Regions from separate parts of the Ovis aries genome. Here all the other regions are linked to region 3. The links are chromatin contacts, called in public Hi-C maps. All regions are on one chromosome and are shown on one strand. Each heading gives the region's core, a stretch centred on a gene start, on an enhancer-like site or on the middle of the called end of the contact. The rest is flanking DNA. Distances are from core to core; before and after follow the strand shown. Region 1 holds the start of MTA2 (metastasis associated 1 family member 2). Region 2 holds the start of EEF1G (eukaryotic translation elongation factor 1 gamma). Region 3 holds the start of SLC3A2 (solute carrier family 3 member 2).

The links. Hi-C and Micro-C count contacts between places; a contact is called where the count stands out from the background.
Region 1: a contact with region 3 is called in a Hi-C map of muscle, with 4 times the contacts expected there. The contact joins the promoter of MTA2 here to the promoter of SLC3A2 in region 3. A contact is called at or near these places in 6 of 16 Hi-C or Micro-C datasets (blood, hypothalamus, muscle and 2 more).
Region 2: a Hi-C map of blood shows a contact between it and region 3, with 3 times the contacts expected there. The contact joins the promoter of EEF1G here to the promoter of SLC3A2 in region 3. A contact is called at or near these places in 3 of 16 Hi-C or Micro-C datasets (blood and hypothalamus).

The regions. Positions count from the first base shown.
Region 1 is chr21:37,482,248-37,485,016 of ARS-UI_Ramb_v3.0, forward strand. It overlaps MTA2 (metastasis associated 1 family member 2), which reads right to left and starts at 1,334. Exons shown (of 18, transcript XM_027959366.2): 1 at 926-1,334; 2 at 126-193. The coding sequence starts at 953. EML3 (EMAP like 3) reads right to left here. Exons shown (of 22, transcript XM_027959365.2): 20 at 2,680-2,769; 21 at 2,256-2,386; 22 at 1,731-2,173. The coding sequence ends at 1,970.
Region 2 is chr21:37,461,479-37,464,178 of ARS-UI_Ramb_v3.0, forward strand. EEF1G (eukaryotic translation elongation factor 1 gamma) reads right to left here and starts at 1,409. Exons shown (of 10, transcript XM_027959367.3): 1 at 1,379-1,409; 2 at 132-290. The coding sequence starts at 1,390. It overlaps TUT1 (terminal uridylyl transferase 1, U6 snRNA-specific), which reads right to left. Exons shown (of 10, transcript XM_042237903.1): 10 at 2,442-2,700. The coding sequence ends at 2,485.
Region 3 is chr21:37,694,640-37,697,737 of ARS-UI_Ramb_v3.0, forward strand. It overlaps SLC3A2 (solute carrier family 3 member 2), which reads left to right and starts at 1,471. Exons shown (of 10, transcript XM_060404045.1): 1 at 1,471-3,098. LOC114110053 (a long non-coding RNA gene) reads right to left here and starts at 1,278. Exons shown (of 12, transcript XR_006057536.1): 1 at 1,219-1,278; 2 at 828-877; 3 at 487-570; 4 at 205-255. LOC114110199 (small nucleolar RNA SNORD27) reads right to left here and starts at 404; the gene lies at 333-404. LOC114110200 (small nucleolar RNA SNORD26) reads right to left here and starts at 753; the gene lies at 680-753. It also overlaps LOC114110194 and LOC114110198.

The sequences.
Region 1 (2,769 bases), core at 84-2,583, 210 kb before region 3:
ATGGGTACTTAGGACAGGGTTTCTGTTATCGCTTGTCTCTCATTCACCTGAAGTTACAGATCTCTGAAAAAAGAAGACGGAGGTTGCTGGGTAGGGGGGGAGTGGCGGGCCTCTGCTCTACTCACCTTGTTGAGCTCTTCAATCCTTCTAACCAGGTAAGGATTGCTGGAGGAGTTCTCAAAATAGACGTAATCTGTAGGAGGGGGTGGGGGAAGAACCGGGAAGATCAGAGGAGTAGATGGGAGAGTCCAGCACCAGAGTGGGAGGAGCGAAAGGAGGCCTGAGTAGACCAAAAGGAGATAAGGGTCTAGGTAGAGAGGACGCAGAAATGTGGAAGTGTACAGACTAGCAGAAAATAATGGACGGACGTTCCACCCCCTAATCACCCAGTTATTAAATCAGATCCTCCGCTCAAAAGTGAGCCTTAAGGAGGAGACAAGAGAAGCAGGGGGTTCCCCTGCTCAGCAGTCCCCACAACTCAGCGATGGAGTTGCATCCCGGTCTCGTTCAGGAGAGCAATTGCTCATCCCTGTACAGGGCCCCCACCTTTGTGAACCGAGGCGCACAATAACGCCTGGGAAAAGGAAACCTCCCGGCCGCTCCCCCGTTGGTGGCCAAGCAGTTGCGCCGGCCCTTCGCGCCCCCTGCCTGCCCTGTCAGCCCCTTTGGAACCACTTTCGCAAGCCCACTCCACGACCCCGGCGGCCCAGACGCTGCCCTGAGAGTGCCGTCGGGCCGCCCGCAGCCTCCCCGGGAGTCTCGGAGCCCGGGCGCGTCGCGATCCCCGCGCCCTCGCTCCCCATGCTCCCGGTTCCGGTTCCGGTCCGCGCTCTGGACCACGCCGCCCCAGACGCGGGTCCCCGCGCCGCTGGGAGCCGAGCCTCTCCCGCCCCGAGTCCCGAAGCCCCTAACACCCGGTACTCACCCCCCACTCGGTACATGTTGGCCGCCATGGCCGTTCCCGCCGCCGCCGCCGCCGCCTCCGGCCGCACAAAGGGGTCCGGAAGGCTCCCGAGGGCAGGACTCGAAGCGAAGCCCTGAGCGCGGGGCCGGCGCTTCGCAGAAGTCTCAGTCGGGCCCGCGCAGCCGGCGCCTCCGCAGCCTCAGCCGTCGCGGCTCATCCCGGCCCGCGCTGTCGCCGCCGCCTCTATAGCCTCACGCCCGGGACGCCGAGACCGGCGCCGGTCCGCTCGGCTTCTTCCGGAACGAGCTCGGATCCCGCCGGACCGGAGGCAGGCTGCAACTACCTCCGCCCTCGCCGAGTCCCACCAGACGTTGGACTCTGAGGGCCGCCGCGAAGACTTGCCGGCCCGCCTCGGGGTTCGCCTCCTTCCGGAACACCTTCGGCGGATCCGGAGAACAAGGCCCAGCACTCGGCTCCGGTCGGAGAGCAAGCCCGCAAAGCTCGGCTACTTCCGGAAGAAGTTCGGCTCCCTCCGGCCAACCGCGGCCCGGCACTCGGCTATTTCCGTTGCGGCTCGGCCCCGCCTCCGAGGGCGGGGAGAGGAGTTGGGCTTAACTCTCTGCTAGCCGGAGTCTTGCAGCTCCACCAGCGGCCGCGAAAAACTCGAAGGGCCTTTGAGCCTCGCAGTTATTTGCAAGAGGCTTCGCCTGTTATTTGCATAAAAAGTCCACCCTCCCTCACCTTTTCCGCATTCCCCTTTGCCTTCCTCCCCGCCCCCATAAAGCCCCGAGGCGCCCAGCCGCGCCCCACAAAAGGACCGGGAGGCGACTTTGCTTTTGGTTTATTGCCCCTCAGCAGGCAGCGGGAGTCAGGGCCCAGGCTGGGGCTGCCCGGCTCAGCCAGCGGGTCTATACAGTGTGTGCAGGGGTGCCGTTCGCCCCCTCCAAGGAAATGCACTTTTGGGAATGTCTCGAAGTCGAGGACAGGGTCACCTCGGTCCTGGGGAATTTGGGTGGGTGGGGGCAGGGCCACACTGCAGGGCCGGTGGGTCCAGTCCGGCAGGGGTCAGACGTCAAGAGAGGAGGCAGGGGACAGGGAGGGGGTTCGAGAGGGCGTGGTGGGCACCGGCCCCGTGCCCCCAGCGCCCAACACTCGCCACTGGAAGATGCTGGCGTCCTTGCCGCCCAGCGAGATGAGGTGCGAGTCGTCGTGCGTGAACCGGACGCTGGTCACGTGGCTGCCGTGACCACCGTACACGAGGCTCGGCGCCTGGGCAGGAGAGAAGATGGAGCTGCAGCGGCCGAGGAGCTCCGGCCGCCCGCCCCACCCCGGAGGCCCCGGGAGGCCTCACCTTGGCGTGCGCGCACGGGTACTGGAAGAGGTGCACTTTGCAGAAGTCGTCGGCAACGGCCACGACGCGCTCGTTGTGGGAGCGGCACAGGGAGTTGATGTCAGTTCCATCCGAGCCATCTGGCCACACGCCTGTCACAGCAGCCGGCCTCAGCCCGACCTCCCCGCCCCCACCCGCGGTCCAGAGCTGCACCATTTCCCCCCTAGCTCAGGCAGCCCGGCCACCCACCCACCACGTTCCTGGCAATCCTTCCCAGTCCCGAGGGCCAGTGGCGGAGGTGGGGGAGGGGGGCGGCTCTTGGGCTGGATCTGCCAGTTTCTTGACGTCCACCCCCTACACATGTCCAGCATTCCGAGCCCCAGGCTGGCTGCACCTTGTCCCCCCACACTCACGCAGGTTTCCACGGCCCTGTGCCCCTTCTCACCGTAGACATGGAAGCCCAGCACGCAGGTGTAGGTGGCCCACTCCCGGTCTCGGCTCTCATAGCGATTCCTCAGCAGCTTACAGCCTCCAG
Region 2 (2,700 bases), core at 159-2,658, 230 kb before region 3:
TCTGAAGTGTAGGGGAAAAAAATAACATGAAAAGATCCCCTTTAAAGATGGAAGCCATTTTCAGAGTGATGGCTTCTCAGTTCTCCTTGGATTCTCAGGACCAAAGGCCCCTCTTCCACTTCCCTACTCACCTTGCCAGCAGGAAATTTACGGAGAAATTCGGGGGTGCGGTTGGTTTGGCCAAAATGGAAGTGGGGTGGTGCGGAGAGCACGCGGACCTGAGCCCCGCTGTACTGAGCGGCAATGAGGGCCTTGAAGGCCCTCCAGTTTTCAGGATATGTGTACAGGGTCTGTGGGGAAAAGATGGGGAATGAAACATTAATGACTAGAAGGGTCCCAGTCTTAAGTGTTTCCAAGCAATGACTTCCCTGAGTAATCCCAATCCATTTCACCTCACTCCCTCTGGTGAACCAAGTTAGTTCTTCCGTGTCTGCCGTCAAGTGTAACCAGAGTCCCCTGAAATACCGAGGACAGAACTACACACCGACTGCTAAATAAAGCTTGTTGACAGATTTGACCTTCTCTAAGGACGTCTCTAGAAGCATTCTCTTCCCCTCAAATATAGTTCCAAGAAATACAGAACTTCTAGGTCCCTCAGACTCCATCTGCCGACAAACACACAGCCCTCCCTTCCCAGAGCCCTTGTTCATTCATTCATGGTTGCCGAGTGCCTGACTACTCTACTGCTGAGCCGCTCACCCATCAGAAGTATCACGCTTGTTTCCAAGACACACACATCGACCAAGACATTTCCGAGCCCACTCCAAATAGCCACGGGAACCGAATGGCATCTTAAATCAACTCGGTCTCCCTAAAAACCCTTTCATTTCTTGTCACGCATTCCATCTCTTCGGTCCTGTCCCGCAGTGAGTTCTCCGGGTTGCCTTCTCCCCTTCTATTAACCTGGCCAGGGAGGTCCAACTGGCCTGACTTCCCTGTCCAGAGACTCTTCTCGCTCCCCAACCTCCCCACCGGACCACCCTTAACCGTGGCCAGCCGTACCTGCCCATAAAGACCTTCCTCTTCGCCCTGTCCCTCCTGTTGCCCCACAAAACGGTCGCAAAAGTTTTGCCAACCTGCCCGGATCCCACGTCTCGAGGCGGCAATGAACCCGAACTGCTTTATCAAGCTCCAGATTGCCAGAATCCGGCATCCGTTTTCTCCTCTACCCCAGACCCTTCCACCTCTTCTGCCTCCCAGAGCCCTAGCCTCAGTTCCCCTCTGGGGCCTGGAGGCCCTACTCTCGAACAGTACGATCTCCAAACCCCGGATCAGTTCCCGACTCAGCTGCAGAACCCCTCTGACGCCGGCTGAGCCTGCTCGGGCAGAGGATGGCGTCGGATAGGATGACCTGGATCGCCGGAGCCGGCAAACTTACCCCAGCCGCCATGGTGATTCCGCAGAGAAAGGGGGTGGGGCTCTCCGCGCTGCCGCAAAGTAAGCCGTCAGGGAGAGAAGGGAGGGGGGAAGGGGAGAGCCGTGGAGAAACAGCAGCCGGAAAGCGAGGACGGCATAGAAGGCTTACGCACGACAGTTCGGTATCCCGCAGCAGCTGAATGGAAAAAGAAGTGGGTGGGGCCTACTGGCCAGCGCGGAAAAAACTCGCGCCGGCGCAGTGGGGGATGGCCAATCCGAGTCCGGACGTGGAGGTAGACCGCGCGGAGACGCTGAGTCTTGCCTGGAAAGCCGCCCCTCTGCAGCTACGTGGCAGAGCTGCCAGCTCGGCATCTTGCGGGGCACCAGAGGCGTTTCCCTCCGGGTCGCCTGGCCCATGGTGATTTGGTGAAGGTCGTGCCAGACCCACAACATCGTGGTCGCGTGACGCATTGGGGTGGCAACTGCGTGGAGATGACGGGGTCCCACGCTCCTTTTGTTACAGCTTTCTAGAGGAGAGATTGTACATCTGACCCAAGCCCAGGTCTGAAACCCTCCGTAAAAGTGAGGCTTTTTCCATTAAACCACCTTGCAGCTCACAGGTGCTGTTACTAAGAGGCACTCTTCCGGGACCCGCAACAGGGGAGGGACTGAGGGAGAACACAGCCAAGTTCTGTCACCTTGGAGGGGCTGACAGTTCAAATGAGGGGTTGCCCTTTACCCATACTCAGATCTGAACATTTTTTACCCAATATGAAGAGAATGGATTTAGAACCCTGGACCCAAATTTCAAGCCCGTCACCATTCATAATCTGGGCAGTAATGTAAATGAGGAAGGAAACTTGGTTCTTTCCAGGTGCAGCTTAAGCCACCCACCCAGCACTCCATCTTTCCAGAACTCAGTACTGAGAGTGTCCAGGTGCCAATCACTTGCCCTGGGCATGAAAGGAAACAGCCTGGGAGACAGACTTATTTTAGGGTGACAAGACAAGGTACCTCTGAGGGTGCACTAAGCACTTAGTCGGGGAAGGAGTATTATCACCAGGTGGAAATAGAGGAAACTAGTGTTCATTAAACTAGCAGCTTTATTGCCTTTCAGGGTTCCCATCTTCACTTAAGTAGATTTCGAAGTGCTTGAGGGAGAAAAACCTGTAAGAAATGATGGAGATCAGGGAACAGGCCTTGAGAATCCTGGAGTGGGGTCACAGTGAGACTCTGGTCAGCCTGGGAGGCGGATGCCACGAAGGTCAGGAGTGGCTCGGCCTCTGGCCTCTGTTCAGTACTGCTCAGTCCCCGCAGCTCCCGGGTGACCTGAGCCTCAGTTGC
Region 3 (3,098 bases), core at 221-2,720:
TCATCTGACAGTGAGTGATGTGTGGGTGAGGGAAGAGCACACCCTCACAAAACTATGCTGCTTGCTGGGCTGCCGACTCCCTCCCCAGGAAAATCATTCCAAGAGGAACAAGTTGGAAGGAGCAAAAACACTGCTCCACTGACCATTTGCTCTCGGGGTTGTTGAAACCACCACAGACCACAAACTTCCCATTTGAAAACTTACCTGCATTCACTCTGGGAGGCAGTTGAATTCCTCAAGACTGGTGAGGAGATGCTGGAAACAGAAAAATGAGCCATTATTTTTTAGTACTCGAGAACTACCATTAAAAGACCCTGGAGCATTCCAGGCCCACTTCTCAGTAGTAAGATGACATCATTTTTGAGTTCAGGCATATGCTTGTCATTTTACATTCATCATGGAGTGGCCAGTGCAATTTCAACCAGCAAGTCCCATCCCGACATTGTGCTTCTACCCCCCCATCTGCATAAAGCATCGGGTACCCACCTGCAGCATCACCACACTTGATCCACAGAGGGTTAAGTCTTGTCTCATCCTCCAATCTGTAAGCTCCTTTGAATTAAACCACATCTGGGAGAAAAAAACAATACCCTTTCTTACTTTTATATCTCGTAGTTTGACTGTCCCACGTTAGTGCCTTAACGCAGGGCTAAAAGCCCAAACGTCTGCTACGGATGGTGCTACTCAGAGTTTTTGTTTTCTCCACTAATCCATCAGAAAGAGAGAGTTCAATTTTTGAAATCATCCCCGTAGCACATCCCGTCGGACTCCCGCATATTCAGCAAGGAAGAAAAAAAGGACAGTAAAGGGAGGCCAGGAGCACTTACTCCAATGAGACCGGTTTGAGATCCTTCAGCGTTTGGCGCGCGTCCGAACCCTGCAAACAAATGATATTGGGTCAGCACTGTCTGGTAAACGCTTTGTTTCCCGGAGCTAAGACTGCGTTGCCATGCAAGGCCGGCCTCCTCAGAGTTTCTTATCCTCACAGAGTTCAGTACAGGTCTGTGAAAAGGGTCTCATCACAGAGAGGCCTGTCGGCACGGCCGGCCATCGCCATCTTGTCCTTCACAAAGCCCCCGTCCCTTCAAGGCCTCAACACTAAGGTCACGTTTTCTCTCCTCCCCCACGAACCCAATAGGTACCACAAAGAGAGGCCAAGGCCCGGACACGTTTGCACGGGCGTTTTCCTCGTAAACCTCAACAAACCAAATCACTTACCAAGAGCTGTGGATAAATGAGACTGAGAGGCTACCGCGAGACACATAAATACTATCTCGCAAAGGCCCACGGGATTTGGGGGCGGGACTACGGCGGGCGCAAGCGCAGAGGGAAATGGGTGGATTGTGGGTAGAGATTTCTAGAGGAAGTACGAGAGGCTGTGCGCCTCCTGAAGCGGTGGCGCGAAAAAGGTGCGCATGCGTCTTAGGGTGTGCGCAGGCGCGACTAATGTGGTGCCGTGGGTTCTTTACTGCGACTTCTTTTGGCGCCCAGGCGGCGAGTTACCTGCTTCGCGCAGATCCTGGACTGACGCTCCGTGTCGGTCACAGCTGACTGACCCACACCCTTCCCTGAGCATTCCCTTGCTTGCACACACTCTAGATCCGCGTGCAGAGTCCTAATCCATGGACCACGAGCCTCATGAACCCTCCGCTGGCGTCATCTCGGTTCCAAGCCAGCCGCCCAGCGAGCCTTCTGGGCCTGGTCCTCAGGGGCTTGGTCCTCAGGGGCCCAGCGCGGGGGGCGACTCAGGTATTACTGGGCCCCGGGCCGATCTCGAGTGGAGGGCTCTTGCATGGAACCGTTTTGGGAAAGTGAATCAGGTTGTAGGTGCTCTTGAAATATTATAACAGTTTTAGGATATTTTCTGTAACCGGCCACCTTTGTCTTACTGTCTGGTCCGATTTTGCTCGGAGCTTGTAGTGGGGCTAGCGTTAGCCGACATTTAAAACGCCGTTTTAAGGACATTGTGTGTGTGTGTGTGTGTGTGTGTGCGCTCAGTCGTGTTTGACTGCGATCCCATGGACTGTAGCCGGCCAGGCTCCTCTGTCCATGGAATTTTCCAGGCAAGAATACTGGAGGCCATTTCCTACTCCAGGGGCTCCTCCCTACTCCAAGAGATCTTCCCAACCCTGGGATCGAACTCGCATCTCCTTCCTCTTCTGCCTTGGCAGGAGTCGTCTACCAACTTCGCCACCTGGGAAGCCCCTTAATGCAGATTACCTGGAGGGAATCTAGGTGTAAAAAGCTTTTGCAGAGCCGCGTACAACTCCCGCCTGACAGGCAGGGTGGTTCCAGTCATCTATACCCTTGTTACTGAGGACAACCAGTTGTAGTTTAATCATTTGTAATGCATACCTAGGGTACATGACCGTTTTAAAAATGTACTATATGTACATTTTATAACCATTTATTAAGCTCTTACTGTGTGGTCTCCTGGATGATCTCATTTACTACTGCAACCCTAGGAGGAGGCCATAAGGTAATGTTAGGGATGAGGAGCCTGAGATCTGGAGGGGTTAATTAACTTGCTCAGAGTTACCCAGCTAAGAAATATCAGCCCAGGTGCAAATCAGCCCAGGCAGTCTTGATGACAGAACCTGCACTTTTGATCACTATCACTTCTCTGGGTATTTAGGGGGCAAACAAGTACACAGGAAACAAATGGCATGATCCTTGGATACTGTTTCTCAATTTTTTTTCTTGTTGTCTTCCTCTCTCCAGGAGCCTTTAAAACTAAAAAGCATTTCCCCCTCTAACTTAATATAACTGTGTAGGGCTTCCCTTGTAGTTCAGTCCGTAAAGAATCTGCCTGCAGTGCAGGAGACCCGGGTTCGATCCCTGAGTTGGGAAGATCCCCTGGAGAAGGAAATGGCAACCCACTCCAATATCCTTGCCTGGAAAATCTCATGGACACAGGAGCCTGGTGGGCTGTAGTCCATGGGGTCGCGAAGAGTTGGGCATGACTGAGCAACTAACACATATAACTGTGTATTTGCTTATATACTGCGGCCCTTTAGAGGGCCAGAAAGCTTCTGTGTAATATCTAGGATTTTCTGCCCTCTTCCTGCTCCAAAAGAACCAATTTTCACTACTTTGGT